Regions from separate parts of the Nothobranchius furzeri genome. Here region 2 is linked to region 1. The links are chromatin contacts, called in public Micro-C maps. All regions are on one chromosome and are shown on one strand. The core of a region is the stretch at or near the end of the contact, and the rest is flanking DNA. Distances in the headings are between cores, read along the strand shown.

The links. A called contact is a pair of places that touch in the nucleus more often than the background predicts.
Region 2: a Micro-C map of tail fin shows a contact between it and region 1, with 7 times the contacts expected there. The contact joins the enhancer-like site here to the promoter of LOC107378326 in region 1. A contact is called at or near these places in 2 of 2 Hi-C or Micro-C datasets (skeletal muscle and tail fin).

The regions. Positions count from the first base shown.
Region 1 is chr5:2,534,681-2,538,865 of NfurGRZ-RIMD1, reverse strand. LOC107378326 (kinetochore-associated protein DSN1 homolog) reads right to left here and starts at 1,923. Exons shown (of 11, transcript XM_015948466.3): 1 at 1,827-1,923; 2 at 959-995; 3 at 618-873; 4 at 443-516; 5 at 270-342. The coding sequence starts at 1,861.
Region 2 is chr5:2,585,321-2,589,505 of NfurGRZ-RIMD1, reverse strand. The region is part of intron 2 of pbx4 (pre-B-cell leukemia transcription factor 4); the gene reads right to left. Among protein-coding and RNA genes, the nearest start is that of stxbp2, 15 kb to the left of the region's middle. Within about 2 kb of position 2,040, at least 3 of the 3 cell types and tissues checked have an H3K27ac peak or open chromatin away from gene starts, as enhancers often do. A contact at or near this core is called in tail fin, where this site is marked.

The sequences.
Region 1 (4,185 bases), core at 674-3,173:
GCGGAAGTGCAGTTGTTTGGTAAGACAGGCAACTGGACGGTCCAATTGTTGGTTTTGGACCAAGCTGTGTTATTGGCTAAAGTTTTTAGACAAATGCGAGAGAACCACTACATTGTTTTTCATACTTTGATTATTTATTTTTGTTTCCATAAAATATTTCTATCTATACTATGTTAGAATGTTGTTAAGAGGCAAGGAAAAATGTTTTAAGCTACCTTGTTTTGAAGCTTTAATAGTAAAGTCCATGAAATATATAACGAATAACTAACCTTGTTTTTTAAAAGTCTCAATGGAAGCTTGTGGAACTGACAGGAGCATGTTTTGAGTTCTTTCTAGTGCCAGCTGAAAATAGAAGAAAAAAAAATTCATGCTGCAGCATAGTTGGTACCAGATATTAAAATGTTCTGATGAATATCCTACTACATGGTTTTTTGACAGGTACCTTCACTGAAGCCTCCAATAGCTTCTCGAGCCTCTCTTGATTTGACAACGATGTACTTATGCCGCTGCACAAAGCTGGAATGGATTCAATAAAGTATTTATGGAAACAAAATACAAAATTTTACAGTCAAACTCAGGAACCAAATTTAAGACATCGACTCAAGAAAATTCCATACCCTGATAAGGGTTTGGAGGGGCTGAGAGGGACCGCCTAGTAATGGTGGTTCTTCTCCAGGATTTTGTCTCAGCAGTTGGGCTCATGAGTTTTCCTGTGTCTTCCATCAGCATTTTTTGCATGTCTGTCTCTGACTGTTTTTCTGTATTCGTCCTCTGTGTTGAAGACGATAAGGAATCGGTACGTGGAGATTTTTGTGGGGGAGCTGAATCGGGGCTTGTGGAGGAGCATCTCTTCTTCTGGCCCACTGGGTTGACCTTGGCAAGAGAGGAAACAACTCTGGGTTCAAGAAATCCATTAATATTGAAGCTTGAAGCCTAGTTAAATGCTTTACTGTCTCACCTTACTCTGAATATCATTAATGGACAGATCTTCACAACTGTTATTAAAAAAAAAAAAGAAAATCAGGTAAACGATGGAGATGCAACGTAATAATAGAAAAATTAGGGCAGAAAAAGTTGGTTTGATATGATTAGAAAAATCAGAACCAAAACGGAATTTCTGAAAATTCAAGTTAAAGATACAACACGAATGATGAAACAACTTGATTCATTCAAAAACGTAACTGAGATTCTGCTGCCTTCCAATCAGATTAGCACACTGCCTTACCAAAATTTAAAAAGCAGGACCTCTCAGTGCATTAGATATCAGAACTCCAGATCAACATCATTGGGATTTCCTCTGAGTGTCTTCAGCATCCCATTTTAATGTGTGAGACTGAAAGCTGACAACATGTTATTCTTTTCTTCCAGTTTCATTGAACTACGTCCTACTTGTTTTACATGTATAAATAGTACAAGTTTATACTTTACCACTTGTAAATATAAATTAATACCCCCAAACCTGGCTATCTGGCTAAATCTATCTTGACTTTTTCTTAATTACGTAGTTGGCTTCTTCCTGTCAACATTGAACTAGCTTAGGTCTCACAGCCAACAAACTAAATTAAACTTAGACTCAGTATCTACACGTACACGTATCGTAAATATTTAGGAAGCAATTAAACGCATTTTAAAAGTTAGTGTGGAATCATTTGAACGTAAATAGCTAAATCTGCGATTCAACACTTTCACACCATGCGAAACCCGTAATTCAGACGCATATCATCAACATAATATTGTAGATAAAATATTCCGAAGCGGTTCACGAGTACTACACTGTTGTCGATAAATTCCCATTGCCACGGCTTGAGTTTCAAATTGTAACGGACCCTTCTCGAAGATCAGCCTGCTGCTTTTCCGCCATTTTACTTTTCAAACTCTTTTGCGCGCTCGGCCAATCTTCATTCAGACGAGAGGCACCATGGGAAATGTAGTACGGAGAGGGAGAAGAGCACAAGCAGACGTTTTCACGCAGGGCCGTTGCTAGCTATTTTGGTGCCCTAAGCACAAAGGCTTCGTGGAGCCCCCCCCCCCAAAAAGAAAAAGAAAAAACAACACAATAACACAGTATGTGCAAGCCCTTCGCCTTAAATTCTCTTTAATTCTCTTGTATGCACAAACTGATTATTATTTCCAAAAGTAGGATGGATATTTACATAATATAACATACTCAACACAGGAATTCCATATTGTTATTATTTAGAACTATGTAACAGGTCCACACAACACAAGCACCGGTTGTGGCACATGTGTTTCTCCAATGATAACCCTTCTCCTCCTTGAATGTACTTGTTCGTTGAGCCTGCATTCAAACACAAAAAGATAATTTGCCATATTCATTCTATAATAAGATAAAAGTTTTAAACCATGGTAAAAAAATACTGCAATAGATTATTTATAGGTTTGTATTGGCTTATAAATCACTGGCATGTGACATGACTAAATTCAAAACTATTTAACCTTTATTAAGAACTAGAGAGGCACAATATACACATTTTATACACAACTAGAAAATTCTGAATATGAAGGGAGGAGGTCAGCATAATGGACTTTTTTCTTCAAAATATACCATCAGCAGCTGATGTTCCCCTTGGCCCGTAAATGTTTATGAAATGTATATTAACATAGAGCAAATACCTAATTTGAAAATAGGGTTATCTAATTTTTCATATTAAATCTCAGTTACATAGCCTATAGGCCACATAGAATATTTAATAATGATATAAATCATGTCCATAGTTAACTCATGATTAATCACAAACAGCCGCTTATTTAAAAAAAAATTTTACTTTACCTTGACGGTGTTTTTGTCCTTCCTGTTTTTGTGATATTTATCTAAGTATTTGGGTGGACAAATATGATTCATTTGTTTATTTCTGTTACAAAACAGCACAGATGGGCCTATCTGACCTCACAGAGGAAACTTTATTTTACTTGAGAAAGATGTTTTAAGATGAACTTATTAAAACAAAAAAATCTTCAAACTCTTCAATGTCTATTTTAAGATGAACAACCTTTAACACTGTTCAGACTTATTTTTTAATACAAGTCGCATGAACAAGCTGAATAAAAGGATATTTCCCTTTGTTGCATTTAACTATTTCTTCTTTAAAGAAGTGCTGATTCAGAAGAGAATAATTGCATTTAGGAAGATGATGACTTGCTACGTTTTTTTTCTCCAGCGGTAAAAAAGCTTTAAAGCTTCTCTGAGTTTCTGTCCCTCTCAGCCTCTCTCACTCGGCTACTAATTAACGCCCGGTAGGCAGGGCAAGATTAACACTTTGTTGTACCCTGGGCAACAATATTCAAGGGCCCCATCATCACGACCCAAGGATCACCATAATATGGTCACATACAGAATATTTTACTGTAATATGCAGTAAATATACTCAATACTTGAATGCCTGATGTCACGTAACCTGCTCAGGGTAACCTTTGACCCACCTCATGTGGACTGACCAATGAGGAGAGGGTCTTAACTTGAGGCCCTCTCGTCATTGGTCAGTCTGCATGAGACTGACTCTCAACCGACGTTCAGTCATAGGCAGCGAAGCGTCTCTGTGCAGCGCAAAAGCCCGGGTGGACAGTTTGTTTAACATAGGGTGATCATATTTCCATTTCCAAAAAAGAGGACAGGGGATCTGTGCCTATGACGTCACACTATGGCAACGCCACACAAACCACGCTGGGACCCATTTTTTTGTAAGAACTAAATTAATATCAGATTCGGCCAATAAAAGGGCTCTAAAACAATTCATATGTGAATATTTAGCATATTTATTCCAAAATCAAATTTTTTCTGGTTTAGTGCTGCAACAACATTTTATCAATAAGAAATTATTAAACATTTTGTTTTGCTACAGCATCAGTACGCTTCCTGTGCACAGATTATTAAGGATGCTTGTTTCAGCTGTGAGATTAGACGATAGGATCAATGAACAAATAAGTTCATAGTGCCAACCCAATGGACCAAAGGGCTCATCTGCAAAATCCCTAAGAAAGGCAACCTTCAGGAATGTGGGAACTGGAGAGGAGTTACGCTGTTGCCTTTGGCCAGCAAGGTGCTTAGTAAGATCTTGATCAACAGAATTCAAACAGGAGTTGATCCATCACTGAGGAAAGAACAAGCTGGCTTTAGGAAAGGAAGAGGAGCTGTAGACCAGATATTCATTCTTAGGAATATCTTGG
Region 2 (4,185 bases), core at 791-3,290, 51 kb before region 1:
AGGACAGGCTTATTATGGATGCTTTAAATACATTATTTATGTTTAATTACCAGTAACACTAATTGAAAGTTGTGACTTGATCTAAGGAGTTATAGGTTTTCCTTCCACCAAACCATAGCATCCCAGTTATTGGATATATTTAAGAATTATTGGAAAGTAAAACATATAACTAATCATTTAATGTAATCCTGAACTACGGTTCAAAGCGTGTCCACGTGTTAGTTACCGTTAATAGGCCCGATTATGTAAAGAAAAATCCATTTAACTGTGGGGGGACTCGTGCAAAGCCAGGGGGAGGCTGATGACGTAGGACAAGTGGGTGATGTTGGACACCTGTCCTTATTAAGGATTATGCTAGTCTGTTGAGGTTCACCACCAAAGTTATGAAGAGCGTAAACTCATTTCTTAAGGTTTTCATCGGCTGATTTTTCAATTTTATGTTGTTATCATCTCAAATACCTGAAACATGCTGAGAAAGGCACCATGAAAAACATGTCTGCAGCTCATCAGAGGGACCAGACATAAATGAGCAGTTTTCGCTCTTTCCACCGTCGTGGCAGGTTTTTAACAACGGTGTCGACCATTTGTTCTCTCTTCGTTTTACATGTTTCTTCATGCCTTTTTCTCTCCCTCTGCTACGTTTCTCGTCTACCCAAGGCACATTCCTGCTGTGTTGCTCCCCCATCTCAGGACTTAGGAATGCAGCAGACCCAGTCGCCTGAACTAATGACCCTGATTCGCCCATTTCTTTCCCTCCATTTTCCTTCTAGTCTTCCAAAAATTCTAATGATCTCTGCACCTTTGGAGCAGATGAATAAAAGTTTTGATTTGTTACACTGATATTTGGTTGGAAATACTCTGTTCGTGTTTTTGTTACAGGAATTAAAATGAGCTACCAACGACCACCAGGCGACAGATTTTAACCCTAGGAATATAGTTGTGGTTTTGAGGAACATGTTCATTTTCTCAGACGTTCAAATGACCTACTGTGAAGAGGGCAAATGTGGCTCTTGTGGCTTCTCACCTCAGCCCCCTCCTTTTTAGCTGTGACTCATTATGGCCCCCAGCTGTAGCCTAATGCACCTACATTCCCCTAATTACTTCAATTAAGCTGTGATTACCCAGAATTGCACTCATGCACAGTCTAGTGGCCTGGTGATATTAAAGCAGATACTACAACAGCTGTTGAGATGAGTAAAAGTATTGCACAACAAAGCACCATATGACGTACCAGTAAAAACTAAAGCAGCATTTGAACTGACGAGTCAAAGAACCAGGAGGTTGTTTTGCTCCAGAATCAAAGCCAAGTGCTCTTTTAAAGCTGCAGCGTGCATTTCCACTGCGCTGGTTTTCTACCAAGGAGACCTCAACCTGAGATAGATCTAAGTAATGACACTTTAATTTGTTTTTAAGAAGACCGTTTCAGGCCCACAGCCAATAGCTATGGCTTTTAGAAATGGCCATAATGCATACGTTACAAGCCGAACCGGGCGGCGTGGCATTGTGAGACTAAGCGAGGAACACATACTATGAAATATTCAGGGTATCCAGCTGGGCTCTCGCTGCATACATAATCATTCTCGTTTCTGCACGGCAAATGTGGAAACGTAGTGCTGTGCAGACACAACACATATAATCTAAAAAGGCACAGGGAAAGGTGAACAGCCCTACCAATAGTGTAGTGCTGTACATTAACTGAAATGCTTTCCACACATAGGCATAGATAAGGCTTAAACGCAGTCAGTATATCATTGCTCAGCTCACAGCACAAGCTTTATCCTTGTCTGTCTTTTCCCTCGCTAGCATCCCCTTTTTCACTCTGTCTCCCCAACACACATCCCCTCCCCCTTCTCCCTTTCAGCACACCCCCCAACACACAACTCCCCCATCACCCCCCACCCCCTGTTCTCCATTTCAGTCGAGTTCTCCATGTGAGCCGCAATCCCTCATGCTGTCAGCCCCCCCTTTCCCTCTCTCTGTAGACAGACAGGATTAGCATTTTAATTGCATCAGCTCCCTTGGGTATTCTCAGCCTTTCACTGGGAGAGAGCAAGGGATCGGCAGAGAGGGAAGGAAAAAGGGAGAAAAAAAGGTAAGAAGAGAGAGAGCGGCTAGAAGGAGAACCAAGGAGAACTGAAAAAAAGGAGTCACAGGAGAAGGTATGTGAGGGAGAGAGAGACAACAGAAATACACAGAATCTGGAGCACAAACATTAGGGAGAGCAAGTAAACCAAAGGGAAGGAAAGATGGTGAAAAGATCAGGTTTCCCCTTCCAATACAAGTCTAATAAAAAGCTTAGTCCTTTACAACCAAACTAAGCTGAGTGGATGTGCACATTTTCATTACAAAATGTACAAAATATGAATTTAAAATCTAAAATCTACTGCATGATGCAAAAAAAGCATCTTTACACTACAAACTGTAATGGGAAGTAGGTACATTCACAACTCCCCAAAACAAAAATGTTTGGTCGGAACAAACTTTGCCCTGAACTGTGCTTGACACCAGATGGTGGAAATCTGTAAGCTTGACCTTGATTCTCAGATTTCACAAAGCATTGTGACATCTGAAAGGACAAAAAACACACAAATTAACAAAGGCAACTGAAGCTGGACAATAATAAAAAGAGTTGTGCCAAAACTCCAGTTTGAATGACAGAAAGAGAAAGGTTAAAAATGTTCTGAAGTAAAAAGCAAACTCTGTCTCAATCACATCCAGATGGTATTGTCTGGATGCAAAAGGCTTACGCCGTAAGAGTCAAAGGCAGTCTCTTGAGTATTCACCTAAAATATGGATGTATTAATCATGATGAACACAGTTCCACTTAAACATTATGATCTCAAAACATGTTTCAGCATTTAATCATTTATTTTGAATTGCTTGGAAATGTAAAAAAAAAAAATGCATTTCTGCTGCAAAATTAAAGTAAAAAACACCCTCTTTTTCTAAAAAGGCCATTTTTGTGAAGTGCAGTCAACTTAATGAGCCTAATCCATATGTTCATGGCTGCTTTAAGCAGCTCACACTAATAAGCATCTGTTTGGGTAGTACACAAGAGTCCTGTTGCACACAGCCCCCCACTCTGACACAAACAAACACACTAAGAGGTAAGCATTCAGAGTAAACACTGTGTGTTCTGACCAAAGTGTAAATTGGAGAATTCACACCTTGGGCAAACACAACACTTCAGTCCAACACATCATTAATCAGCCCTTAATTACCTTTAAAGGGGGAGGGGAGCTCAGACACTTAAGCAATGATAACAACACAAACGGATAAACAGTGACTGTATTACAGTGTATGTTAAACATAAATATATACAAAACGTATTTTTTCCTTAAGGAATAAAGTGCTAAGTACTGTGTATAATTTTATCTAGGTCAAAAGTATTAATACTAATAATAATAACAATAACAATTACAACAACAATAATAATAATAATTATTATTATATTCATTTTATGAAGGTAAAATGAATAAAACAAGGATTAATAAACATCAAAACATCAAAAACACATTCAGAATAACTGCCAATCACATGTGTGATACTGCTGTGTTAAGTGTGGGGGGTGACCAGGTTGTATCACTGCTGTCATTACAGATTGATGTCTTTGTGTTTATCTACGTGATTTTGAGAAAGCTGCACGTCATCTCACACCCTTGCATCTCCCAACCCTACACAGATGGCTCTAAACAAATGACATTTGCTCCTAGCTCATTCAAGTTAAATGTAATTTAAGTCCATGTTAAGCAAGCGGACAAGCTAACCAAAACAATTATATTAAGCAAACAAGGTAAGCATGTCCTTTTCATCAAAACTAAGAAGTTGTTGCCATCTCAAGTGCTAAGACAAGCCTTCAAACCTTGCTGATGAGAACCTGTGACTAAACCTTTAACCTGGTACAGTTCTACACAGAAAGAAATACTCTGAAATGTCACCGGAGGACGAGGATGATGATGAAGAGCACCTAGGCAGGAGGCTTGTTACAGCACTGTAGGATCTTCCCCCAGTCAACTCTCATCAGGCCAGCTGCCTCCTGCGCTCATTAGCACCGACTCTTAAGGAGCTCCTAAAGACTTTGTGAAAAATGAACGCTCATTTGAGAGGTCGTTAATTTGCACTGTTATGCAAATTTGGTGGCAATTAAGCCATAGATCAGAAGAACGGTGCCCATTTATAACAAGT